Regions from separate parts of the Sus scrofa genome. Here region 1 is linked to region 2. The links are chromatin contacts, called in public Hi-C maps. All regions are on one chromosome and are shown on one strand. The core of a region is the stretch at or near the end of the contact, and the rest is flanking DNA. Distances in the headings are between cores, read along the strand shown.

Region 1 (6,923 bases), core at 3,780-6,279, 340 kb before region 2:
CATAAGTTTACAATAGTTGAAGTGTTTAATTCTTTAAAATTTATTGAAGCTTTCTATTTATAAAGTCCCTTTAGGCTCTACCAGACATCTGAGTAAGATAAAAAGCTTTGTCCTCAATGAGCTGACAAAACAAATACAAAAACTATACTATAAAACATGGTATAGGTGCCACAAAGAAAGTTCAAGAAAAACCTATGGACCTTTAGAGAAGGGAGATAATCTGTTTTGGGTCAGAGAAAACAACTTGAACCAAGTTACGAGGAAACAGGAGGTTAGTAAGGAACATGTTTAGGAAACAATGAAAGATACAGCTTGGCTAGAGCCCAAGGGAGGAAATAAGACTCCAAAGATAGGGCTTTGAAGGCTGAGGACATAAAATAAAGCCACTGAGCAGCTTTGCTACAAACAAGATTGTTCCTCTTGGGGATATAGAAGTAACTTATAAAATAAGTTATATTGAAAGAAAAGGAACAGAACATGTTACCAAAGCGTGCAATAACCCAGAAAAGGGAGTAACATGGGTCTAAACCAGGTGGTTCCCAGGTGACAGTGGAAATGGAAAGGTGATGTTGCACTTGGAACCTACTAAACTTGGTAAAAGATTTGGTATTTGGAGCAATGAAGGGGGTCGGGGAAAGATAGTGCCTGAGTTCTTAACCTGGATGACCATAAGAACCTAAATAACTAAGTAATAAAAACAGGGCCATCAGGAGGAAGAACTGAGCTTTTTGTATTACTTAGTTGAGGGGAATGAGGTGCAGATGAGATCCTGGTCTCACATGTTACATTTGAGGATTCAATTGCAAACATGTGAATCTAGAAACATCACTAGACTACTGAAGAGGCTCCATCCTGAGATTTCAGCCCTCTCCACAGAGAGGATAGTTCAAAGAGTGTGAGTAAACAAGGCAAAAATGAAAACATAGATGGAGATACAATCTTGGAGAAAAATACATTTAGAAAGTGGGAAGAAGAGGAGTTTGCATTGTGGCTCAGTGGTAACGAACCCACCTAGTATCCATGAAGACGTGGGTTCAATCCCACCATGGCTGAGTTCAAGCTGCCAATGGCTGGGAAACTTCCTGAAAATTTAGCAATAACTCCAGACCACCACTGCAAACTACCTATTCTATGGTCTACACTGTAACAGCAATTCCATTACAACTTTCCTCTAAACGCAACTGACAATCATTCTCTGGGGAGTTCCCGTCATGGCTCAGTGGTTAATGATTCCGACTAGGAACCATGAGGTTTCGGGTTCAATCCCCGGCCTCGATCAGAGGGTTGAGGATCCAGCATTGCCATGAGCTGTGGTGTAGGTTGCAGACGTGGCTCGGATCTGGCATTGCTGTGGCTGTGGCGTAGGCTGGTGGCTACAGCTCCGATTAGACCCCTAGCCTGGGAACCTCCATATGCTGGGGGTGCAGCCCTAAAAAAAGACAAAAAAAAAAAAAAAACAAAAACCATTCTCTGGGATAACTTTGCAGCAATTCACAGAAGTACACCCAACTCTTGTTACATTTAGCTTTCTCAATTGCACTGCAACTGAAAATGGTTAGATGTTGAAAGCCAAATGGCTCCTTAGGCATGTCTGTATTCACTTAAGAAAGTTATAAAGGAAACAACAAGAATCATATACTCCAAAAAGCCTTCAGAGGACCATTTTATAACCGTTTCCTTTGTTAATGTCATCTCCCCATCTAAATCTGAACTTAATAGGAAACTTAATTCAAGACTTCAGTTTTCCCACAATACACCTGACTCTTGGGATAGTTCTACTATTGATAAACCTATTTAAAAAAATTTAAGAGTTCCTGTCATGGTGCAGCAGAAACAAATCTGACTGGTATCCATGGGGATGTGGGTTCGATCCCTGGCCTTGCTCAGTGGATTGGGGATCCAGCACTGCCATGAGCTGTGCTGTAGGTTGCAGATGTGACTTGGATCCCCAGTTGCTGTGACTGTGGTGTAGGACAGCAGCTGTGGCTCCAATTCAACCCCTAGCCTGGAAACTTCCATATGCTGTGGGCGTGACCCTAGAAAAACAAAAACAAACAAAAATTTAAAGTGACCTCTGTATCAATGAAGGATTAAATAATGAAGTGAAGTGTCAGTAGAATAAGCAAGAGAAACAAGAACCAAACATTCTACTAGGCCCAATCTCAGTGAGAGGCAGCAAAAAACATGGGGAAAACTCCTTAGACTACATCCAAACACCTAGAGGGATCCACTCTATCCCTCTTACTTGCTGATGGGGCACTAGCAGTAGTCCCAGTTGCAGTCCCAACTGAAAAATGGGAACAGTAATACTGAGCACACAAGGTCAACCTTAGGTTTAATATGAACATTAGGGAACACCCAGCACAAACAGGTACTTGCCTAGTATGGTTCAGAAGGCCATACCAGCTTGTATAATGATCAAGTGTATTGGCAAGAGTCCAAGGTGATCCATCTCATCAAGGGGCTAAGGATGTTTTACAATCTGTACCCAGTGATCTCCTGCTATCACCCAAAACCATGAACTCCTTTCACAGTTGTGCCCTGGACTCCCAAGCCCCACAACAACATGAAGCCAAAGAGTCTCATAAAAGTAGTCTCAGAGCCAAAAATGCTGCCACAAACTAGGTAGTAACAAGCTTCCCACTTCCTACAAGTTCCTACTTGTGTTCACATGACATTCAGCATCTTACCTCAATATGACAAGGAAGTTCATCAACAAACCAAAACAACAGACCTATTTATCATATAAACAAAACTCCAGCGAAGAACCTAATTTCTAATATTTCACAATTTTCCCTTCTTTCCAAATACTCCTGTCTATCATGGTATTCCACATTATCGTCTGTCATTTAGGTTATTTCATATGCAAATTTCTCCCAACATCTGAACTAGAATTGTCAAAATATTAAACACATATGGGGGGAAGCACAGAAGTTTATTTACTTTCCAATATAAATGACTAACCTTGAGAAATAAGGCAGTAATGTTCACAGCAATTTAATTTTTCCCCTAATTAACTGCTATTCATCTACTGACAACTGTATGAAGTTATAGGTAGAAAAGATTCATATAAACTTAGTATATTTGTTTTTTTGGGGTTTTTTTTTTTGCTTATTAGGGCATATGGAGGTTCCCGGCTAGGCGTCTAATCGGAGCTTCAGCTGCCAGTCACAGCCACAGCCACAGCCACAGCAACACCAGATCCAAGCCCCGTCTGTGACCTACACCACAGCTCACAGCAACTCCGGATCCTTAACCCACTGAGCAAGGCCAGGATTGCACCACTACAGGGAACTCCTTTTTTTTTTTTTTTTTTGCTTAAACTTATATTTGTATATGAAAAAGCTTCCCATTAGAACCTTCTGTACTGTTGATGGGAATGTAAATTGGTACAACCACTAAGGAAAACAGTATGGAGGTTCCTTAAAAAACTAAAAATAATTAGCATATGATCCAGCAATCCTAGTCCTTGGTTTACAACCAGAAAAGATGAAAACCCTAACTCAAAAAGATATATGAACCTCAATGTCCATAGTAGCCCTATTCACAATAGCCAAGAAATGGAGGCAACTTAAATGTCTATCAACAGATAAATGGATAAGGAAGATATGGGAGGTGTGTTGTGTGTGTACACACAATGGAATATTAGCCATAAAAAACAATGAAATACTGCAATTTGCAGCAATATGGATGGACCTAGAGATTACCATACTAAGTGAAGGAAATTAAAGACAAGTATCATATGACATCACTTATATTTAGAATCTAAAAAAATGGCAGAAATGAATATATTTACAAAACAGAGACTTAAGGACAAAGAAAACAGACATGGTTAACAAAAGGTAAAACAAGGTGAGAGATAAATTAGGACTTTGGAATTAATAGATACACCCTATAATATATAAAAAAAAGAACAAAAAGGACCTACTCCATAACACACAAGTAACACAGGTAACTATATTCAGTAACTTGCAATAACCTATAATGGAAAAAAATCTGATAAAGCACATATTTTTATAAGTTTTATATATTTTAAGTATATTTTATATAACACATAAAGTATACATAACTGAATCACTGTGCTCTACACTTGAAACACAACATTGTAAATCAACTATACTTCAATAAAATAAAAATCTCAAGGAAAAAAAAAGCTTCCTATTAGACTTCTGTCCTCCCACTTCCATGAAGTTTCCTACACACGTGTCTTCTGAAAAGCAAACATACACCTTTCTCCTGTAACACCAGAACACTTGGAACCAAAGGATGAAATCATCTCCGTTTGAGAGATGATTGTGAACTGGCTATCCATACCGTGTTAACGTTCTTTTCATAAAGTGTAAGTTAAACATTTTCTGAAACCTAAAGACATCCCCGAGCCCCTTTCCCCCACTCTGGGCTCCTCCTTCCCCACAACCCCCTGTGACCCGCGGCTTTAGCCGTGAACTAGGACACTGCCCCGTAGGAAGTGCCACCACTTCCTCCAGGCTCCGGAGAGGGTTAGCCTCGCGGCACTTTCTTTCTCCCCCGGGCTGGACTGAGCACAGCGCATACCTGAGGACAGAAGCCGCGCTAAGAAGAGGACAGAAGGAGTCGGCCGTTTCCCCTGCCCGAGCTAGGGGCTGGGACGCCGCTCACCCCGCCTGCCGCGCTGGGGCAGGGCTGGGGTCCGCAGCCGTCCCTGGTCCCAAAGAGACCTCAGTGGACCACCAGCCCGCGTCCAAGTGCCACCCCTGCCGCTCGCCCCGCGGAGCCGCTTCCTTGACCTCGCGGGCGGCCCCCCGCGCGGAGGTCAAGAGCGTCTCGGCGCGGCTGGGGTCACACTCAGACCCGAAGGGCGCCCGCCGGGGTGAGAGCTTTTCCTTCGGGCTCCGCGCGGACTCGTACCGGGGTCGGACTCCAGAGCGGCCAGATAGGTTAGAGTCCTCGGGGGTGCCCGCGCTCCCGAACCCCCACGCGGCCTCCGCCGCCCTCACCTCTCACAGGCATCCGCGGAGTCCATCTCCTCCTCCTCTGCTGCCATGGCCGCAGTCGCCGCGCAGCCGTCAGGCCGCACCCCAAAGCCGGCTGACAGGCCGACTGGAATGCGCCGGGCTGCAGCCGCCCTTAAGCCCGCGGGCCGCGCATGCGTCGACTGTCCTCTGGCCTGACCTCGCAGTGCGGCCGCGCGCGTGCGCTGGAGAGCTATCCCGCCCCACCCGCCAGCTACGCCTGCGTCATCCCGTCTGACGCGCTCTGGTGCGGTCGCTGCGCAAGACTGTCAGCCTGGAGGAACCGGTGAGACTCCCTGGTTGAGTTAGGTGGTAACTAATTTCCATAATGACTGTATTAATGCCTCATTCTCTGATACTTATTGTCACGTGCTGGACACTGGACGGGTACCTAGCATTTCCCTCGGGACTGAGGCGCTACCTTCCGCTGAAGAGCCAAGGTAGTATTCGATAGTTGCTGCAATAGCGAACGGAAAAGCTTTGATGAAGGAGCTGTGGCCTGCGGCCGGCCCTTTCCTACAGGTGGGTGGCTAAGGGGAGAGGGCGACTCCTAGGACTCAGTCATTCGATATTCACCAATGTGCGGGACACTGCTCCAGGCGCTGGGGTTACAATGATGACCAAAGCCAGCAATTTCCGTCCACCCCACGCTCTATGCACCTAGGAGAAGGTAAAGAGTCAGCATTTCGGTACTTAGAGTTCTTGAAGGGGATCGCTAATGTAAATAGCAACAACGCTTGACCTGTTTTCGAGTCTTCCTCATCAGCTTCTACCTGCTTTTGTAGTTGCATCACTCTCTACTAGTCATTAATTTGTATTTACCTTTCGCCTGCTAAGTGCCCGCTCTGTTCTAGGCACTGAGAAACAGTGAATTGAAATAGGGCTTGTGCCTTAAAGGAACCTACGCTAATATATTATGCTTTGTTTTAGACACAGTTCATCACTCTTCCTAACTCTTCTCTGTCACTGCAGCCCCTTTTTCTCTCCTCCGAGTCCCAATAATCCAAACTATATGTCACTTATCTGGTACTCAGATTTTCAGACTTGTCTAATTGTTATGGCTTTTTAATGGACATTTTTGAATATTCTTCCAACTACACTAAAAGTTCCTTTAGGATGGGGGTGGTGCCTTCTGTGATTTAGTGGGGGGTGGGAAAGCAACTCATAATTCCTTGGGCATACCATCTCCATCTATCAGATCATATCCTTCTGGCGGCACTCTCTATATGGGCCAAACTGGTTATTGTGGACTCTCCTGCATAGAGTACAGTCCCAATCCAGTGGTGCTGATTCTAGTATCAAAACCTAAGAATGTGACAGCAACTATGGCAGCACCTTCAGAAAACTGGACTAGAGAGTATGCACCCTCAGAAGTCTTGGACATGGAGTCTGCTCTCATAGATGCCTGTGGCTACTGCACAGTTTTAAAAAAATCATTGATCCGGTACTGATATTTATCCAGAAATTGACAGTGCAGTGTGTAGGGCTATGGGACTTCATGATCTTCTGCAAATCTGGGGGTAGCTCTGGCCCAGGCTTCATCTTGTTGCTGGTAGAGGAGTTGTCTTTGACTTTGGCAAGAAGTTGAAACTGGAATCAACCATCTGCCTAGCCCTCAGGATGCTGCCAGCAGTGAAAGAACCCTGATGCTCTATCCACATTTCCACACCACCCTGGAGCCTTTGGACTATGTCTTCCTGGGAGAAAATGAGGCCAACATCTATTGATGCAACCTGTACCTGGACAGCTCCTTCTACACCAGCCTCAATCACTGCTTAGGCCAGATCATCTCTATCACTGTCTCCCTGTATGCCCTGAGAGCAGACCTCCCTGAATTCCAGGCCAACCTGGTGCCTTATTTCCAAATCAGTTTCTCTTTGGCAATGTGCTAACCAATTACCTTGATTAAGCAGTACTTACTTTGGGGGATCA
Region 2 (6,291 bases), core at 464-2,963:
TCGATTTTGCAAATTTAAAAAATAGAAAGGTAGCACTCTAAGTTCCCTGTCTGGAAAGCCTTAAAGATGGAATATTAAGAAAAGTTAGCACAGTGCAGTTTCAATTACTACACTGCTTCAATATGTGACCTTGGGAATGTCATTTAATTTCTTTCATTTCTAGTTCTGTAAAATGGGAATGTCGTCTGTTTTCCTAAGAGGAACAATTAGACAGTCAAACAGAAGAATCAACATGATTTTTTTTTTTTAAAGAAACTTGTCTAATTAGAACACTTTAATCACCACTTGTACAGTACATTCCTCTTCAGGAATCCAATTCCAACAGAAATATTTAAGCAGACGTTGAAGACAGATTTCCTCAAGGGAATGATTTTATAAATCTGGAGAGCAATGTAGCAAGATCATAAATTAACAAATTGATTACATAAACCTTGACAACGCTAGGCTTTAAAGTACACTGAGACAGATCCCGATAAATTAGACTGATTTGAGGCTAGTTCCCCAACCCCATACAAGGAACCTAAACTGCAGCAGCTGATGCTTGATAGGAATCCGGTGGAAATTAAACAGGCTGCCAAACACTTGCAGTTCATCACCTGCTCACCATGCTTCACCTTTCACCATAAAACGTGAAACGCATTAAGTCAGCTTTACCAGCTGCTCCTAAGACTGTGAAAATGTACTCAATTAAATGGAAAGGAGGAAAAAGTAACTTGACAGTTTGAAAAATTCTATATTCTCAGACGTCTGTCGGTTGACTACTGCTAAACCCCACCTCTCCAATACTGGACTTGAACCGAACTCCCTATAAAGCGACTGGATTTTATCTGATCCAACTGTTAGGAACAGCACAGCTCCAGGACCACCCCTCCCGGCCCAGGATAAAAGGTTGTCACTTTCCTAGATCCCAAGTCCAAGTTAAAGTCAGGAAGGCTTTTGCAAAACGGTCCAGAAAGAAATCAACAGGCGATGACTATGGAAAAGAAAGGAGGTTTTCCAATCTGAAAAATTCTAGCTGTCCCTTGGGAATGGCACTGCTCCTCCTTCCTTACCCCGATGCCCTTTCTCTACAGACAACAATATCCCCATTCTATTGTACGGCTGCAGTTTTAGCAAGGAATTCCCTTGCTGCGCCAGATTGCTAGATCTTTTGAGAAAGGAAAACACATTTGGTGAAGAATACACGCCGCACTCGGCCCGCTCCGGGGCGGGGCGTGGGGATGCGGGCGCCTCCCGAGGTGCCGCAATCCCGCTGCGGCCCCAAGGGCAGGGCCTCGGTGCGCCCGCGGCCAGCCGCCGCAGTGCCCGCTCCCGTCCGGGCCCCGCCGCCGCCCGCCGCCAGGCGCCAGGCCCCGCCGCCGCCGCCGCCGCGCCGAGTCTGGGCCGCCGCAGTCCGGGCCCGAGACGCGGCCGGCGCGGAGAGCGCGGAGCGCGCAACTTACTTTCCGCCTGCGGCGGGCGCCCCGGCCCGAGAGCCCAGCCCGGCAACCGCCGAGGCGACTAGGCGGCGGAGGCCGGCCCCACCCCCGCCCACGGCCGCGGCGCCTGACCGAGCTCTGCGCTCGCTCCTACCTCAGCTGGCAGGCGGCGTCAGTCCACAGCGGCCGCGGCGCCAAAGACTCCCTCCCGGCCGCCGAATCCCCGCACCCAGCGCTAATCATAATACCAAGCGGGCGGCGGGCCGCGGGGAGGGGGTGGGGCTGAGGGCCGATATGCGCCTGCGCGAGACATACGTCACTATGACGCGTGCGCCGGGGCCGGGCCTCGGGGAGGGCGGGGCGGGGAGCACCTGCGGGCTCCCGCGAGCGTGGTGCTGGAGGGCATCCTGGCAGCTTCTCGACCCCAGTGTCTGCGCTGCGGCTGGCGGTAGGAAGGGGCGAGCGCCGAAGCAGGAGAGAGGATGATGAAGGAGTAAGCAGTAGGGACAAAGGACAATTCCCCCCAGAAAAGTGGGGGAAATCGGAGAGAAGGGACCGCATCCTCACAGGACTCTGCGTCCTGGGCCCCGGGGATGAGGGCATTGTACCCTTTTAAAGGCTCACCCCATCTCCCGACACAAGTTTAAGCAAGAATAGGGAAAGTGTTCAATATGTATTCGTATATATATTTTTTTTCCTCTCTCTCTACAGTTTCTTCTCTCTGGGAATCCAATTTGAAGGAATTTTGTTGATTTTGTTGCTATTTAAACAAAAGGAGAAAAACCCAGCATTTGAATGCAGCGCTGGCTTTAAAGGTCACCGGGAGGCATTTGCCTAGCCAGGCGGCCTCCTCAGGAAAAGCGTGGAAAGGTGAAAAGTCGTGGGAAGTATTAAAACATGAAGTCAGGGATTCAGAACACGCCGGGCATTAACCGTACACTAGATGGTTCCGCAGCATGGTCACCAGCCGGGTGGCTCCCGCAGGGAGCTTAGCGCAGGCCAGAGGTTGGGTTTGGGAGGGTGGCAAAGAGGAGCAAGGGCTCCCGTCTCCCACTCTTGGAAGCTTGGCGCGCAATGGAGTTCGGCTCTCCAGGGTTCCTGGAAGGGAGTGACAAGCCAGATGCCAGATTTCTCCAACCTACTTTTCCCTGATTCTCCCTTGATCTCCACCCCTCCCGGAAGAAAGGAACCCTCGCAGTGAAAGACACAAGCAGGGGTAAAACAAACAAAAACTACTGCTTAGGTGCTCCAAGTTTGATTAAATCGTCTGGATGAGAAGAGAAATTTAGATAGCTTTAGCAAAAGTCTCTTTGGACCTGCAAATGTCAGAAGGCTCTTCTTTCAGACTCTCTCCCAGGTGTCTGAAGATGACTGGGAAGCAGGAGTGGATTGTTGGGAGGTGCAAACCCTCAGGGTAGTAAGTAAGGTTTTCTATTAAAGGGGGTCTCTGACCCTCAGGGCAGAGTCAAGGCTCCAACTCTGGGATAACACTGGCTTAGAAAGAATAACTCACAGCTTCTAACTTGGTTTATGGAATTCCTTCCTTTGTTGCTGGAAAATGAGAAGGCCTTGCACTTTTCTCCTTAGGGAGATATCACTACTCAGGGAACCCTGTCACCAAGTAAAGGGGTGAAATTACCACTCTAATGCTCTCCCAGAGGATTTTCAGTGGTTAAAAGGCCTCTATTGCTAGGTCTCTAGCCCCTGAGATAGAACAGTAACTACAGAACAATGGCTTCAGTAGATAAGCCCTAGGAAGAGAAAGTATTAATGTTGCTGCTGGGTCACTCAGGTTTTGAATAAATTCTATAAGAAAAACAGGGCATAAGAATAGCAAAACAATAAATGAAAGAAACAGAATAATACGTTGGTTTAAATAAAGTCTGCTCAAATTCTCTTCCACAGAGAGGGATGCCGTACCGGCCACGTGGTAAATCATTTATGCATCCCCAGTGTTTCTTGGGAAGCTGAAGTGCTGCTGGCAAGAACATGACCCATTTTCAGTTCCACACTATCAATGTGGTAACATGATCTGATTATGCTTAGGCAATATTTTTAAATATTCAAGTACAAATTAATATATGATCACTTAACTTTGAATTTAAGCAAAATGCCTTTATTGTTAATGAAGAACCCCCTTCTTCAGTCCACCCTGGGGCTTTCTCCAACCCAGGCTGATATTTTAATGTTAGGTCTTTTTATGGACCTGTAAGAAGCTTTAATTAGATATACAGCATTCTACAAAAAACGACAAGATGGAGCATGCAGGCTTGGATTACAGTCTCTGTGAGTCAGATCTCAGAAATAACATAATGCCACTGATTTAAGGAAGAAGTTGTTTATTGGAAAGCAACCAGGGGAGTTCCCATCGTGGTTCAGCAGAAACAAATCTGACTAGCATCCATAAGGACTCAGGTTCGATCCCTGGCCTCACTCAGTGAGTTAAGGATCCGGCATTGTTGTGGTGTAGATCACAGATGCTGCTCGGATTGGCATTGCTGTGGCTATGGCGTAGCCTGGGAACTTCCATGTGTTTCAAGTGCACCCTAAAAAGAAAGAAAGAAAGAAGCAACCAGGGAGATGATAAAAATTAGATCAAGATGTGAAAAGCAAGCCAATTCATGGAAGAAATTGCCATTTTTCATCTTGGGACTACCCCCAAAGTAGTGTGTATAACAAGGTTACCTTCTCTAGATACTGTTAACTTTCATAATTTATTTAAAAATTTTAGGAGTTCCCGTCGTGGCTCAGTGGTTAATGAATCCAACTAGGAACCATGAGGTCGCGGGTTTGATCCCTGCCCTTGCTCAGTGGGTTGAGGATCTGGCATTGCCGTGAGCTGTGGTGTAGGTCACAGATGCGGCTCGGATCCCGCATTGCTGTGATTGTGGTGTAGGCTGGCGGCTGCAGCTCTGATTCTACCCCTAGCCTGGGAACCTCCATATGCCGTGGGTGCAGCCAAAAGGACTAAATAAATAAATAAATAAAATTTTTGAATATATATATTGAAAACAACAGATTGAGAACTCATATAGTTCAGTTTTGAGTTGTGACATTTAATATAATGATATCTTTTATGTATTTAATTAGTCCTTCTGTACATTGATACTTGTGCATATTTGAATCCTGGCTTCATCTGAGTAAAACCAAAATAATGCTTGGCCTAAAGAGTTCCCCAAAGACTTTCCCTTACTACCCCCTTGGCATCAGTTAGCGTCTCTAATTCTTTTATCTCAGATGTCAGTTAAGACGTGTGTGTGTGTGTGTGTGTGTGTTTGGTCTTTTCTAGGGCCACACCCTCAGCAAATGGAGGTTCCCAGGCTAGGGGTCAAATCGGAGCTGTAGCCACTGGCCTACACCAGAGCCACCGCAACACGGGATCCAAGCCGTGTCTGTGACCTACACCACAGCTCACGGCAATGCCAGATCCTCAACCCACTGAGCAAGGGCAGGGATCAAACCCGAGACCTCATGGTTCCTAGTCAGGTTTGTTAACCACTGAACCACAACGGGAACTCCAGTATATTTTTGATAGTTGCAAGCAAGGATTGAAAATGCCAGCCCTGTTATGATCATTATACAACTACAGATGTGATAAATTCATTTGAGTAATAAAAAAATAATAATAAAATAAAATAAGAAAATGCCAGCCCTTAACTCTGCTTGTTTGCAACTTGTGAACTGGTAGACCTGGCAGACATTTTCTGGCATTGAAGGCTAGGCCCATCACTAAGAGTTATAAGGCCTTGGAGGCAGATAGCTTAACCTTCTCTTTTTTCCTCTGTAAAATGGGAATGATGGTGATGATAATGATACTGTTCCTATAAGGTGGGTGTAAAGCCATTGTTCTCAGAATGAGCACCCCAGACCAGTAGCAGCAGCTTCTCCTGAGAACTGGACTGAAATGCAAATTCTCAGGCTCCACTCCAGACCTACTATATTAGAAACTCAGTGGTTTCTCTGTTTTAAGAAGACTTCCAGGTGAATCTGATGCAGATTCAAATTTGAGAACCACTTTTGATAGGATTATCACATTATTAAAACAGTGCCTAGTATGGTACAGTATTAAAACAGTGCCTAGCATATGACAAGCAGTATATTAATGAAAAAATTTTAAATGGGTGCAATATGATGTTGCCAAGATATACAAAGTTTAATTCCGGCCGAAAGGAGGATGCCTGTGTTCCTCTAACAAATCCTGCTTGATCCTTTGTCCAAAGACTTTCACACTGCCTGCCAAGCCCTTTGTGATCTGGCCCCTGCCTTCCTTTCCTGCTCTTTATCTCCATGTGCACCACGTCTCCCACCTTCACAGGTCTTAGAAAGGGAATTGCGGAGTTCCCGTCGTGGCGCAGTGGTTAACGAATCCGACTAGAAACCATGAGGTTGCGGGTTCGGTCCCTGCACTTGCTCAGTGGGTTAACGATCTGGCGTTGCCGTGAGCTGTGGTGTAGGTTGCAGACGCGGCTCAGATCCTGCGTTGCTGTGGCTCTGGCGTAGGCTGGTGGCTGCAGCTCCGATTAGACCCCTAGCCTGGAAACCTCCATATGCCGCGGAAGCGGCCCAAAGAAATAGCAAAAAGACAAAAAAAAAATAAAGAAAGAAAGGGAATTGCTTTTTCATACCTTCAAGTCTTTGCCAATTCTGTTTCCTCTGCTTGGAAATGTCACCCACCCCTTTTCTCCACTTCCTACACTTGCAATCTCCTGAATTCCTACTTACTCTTTGTTTTTGTTTTGTTGGGTTTTTTGTTTTGTTTTGTTTCTGTTTTGGGGTTTTTTTCTTTTTTTGTTTGTTTGTTTTGGTATTTTTGTCTTTTATGGCCCCACCTGTGGCATATGGAGGTTCCCAGGCTAGGGGTCAAATCGGAGCT

Evidence for each region. Hi-C and Micro-C count contacts between places; a contact is called where the count stands out from the background.
Region 1: a Hi-C map of embryonic fibroblasts shows a contact between it and region 2, with 1.6 times the contacts expected there. The contact joins the promoter of ABHD5 here to the promoter of SNRK in region 2. A contact is called at or near these places in 1 of 47 Hi-C or Micro-C datasets (embryonic fibroblasts) and 1 of 2 datasets of contacts at active chromatin or transcription factors (alveolar macrophages).

What each region holds. Positions count from the first base shown.
Region 1 is chr13:27,004,437-27,011,359 of Sscrofa11.1, reverse strand. ABHD5 (abhydrolase domain containing 5) reads right to left here and starts at 5,029. Exons shown (of 8, transcript NM_001012407.1): 1 at 4,977-5,029. The coding sequence starts at 5,023. It overlaps ANO10 (anoctamin-10), which reads left to right and starts at 5,197. Exons shown (of 13, transcript XM_013981531.2): 1 at 5,197-5,277.
Region 2 is chr13:26,664,630-26,670,920 of Sscrofa11.1, reverse strand. SNRK (SNF-related serine/threonine-protein kinase) reads right to left here and starts at 1,713. Exons shown (of 8, transcript XM_021071714.1): 1 at 1,573-1,713. The coding sequence starts at 1,661. It overlaps LOC102166555 (a long non-coding RNA gene), which reads left to right and starts at 1,795. Exons shown (of 2, transcript XR_306751.3): 1 at 1,795-1,911; 2 at 2,130-2,346.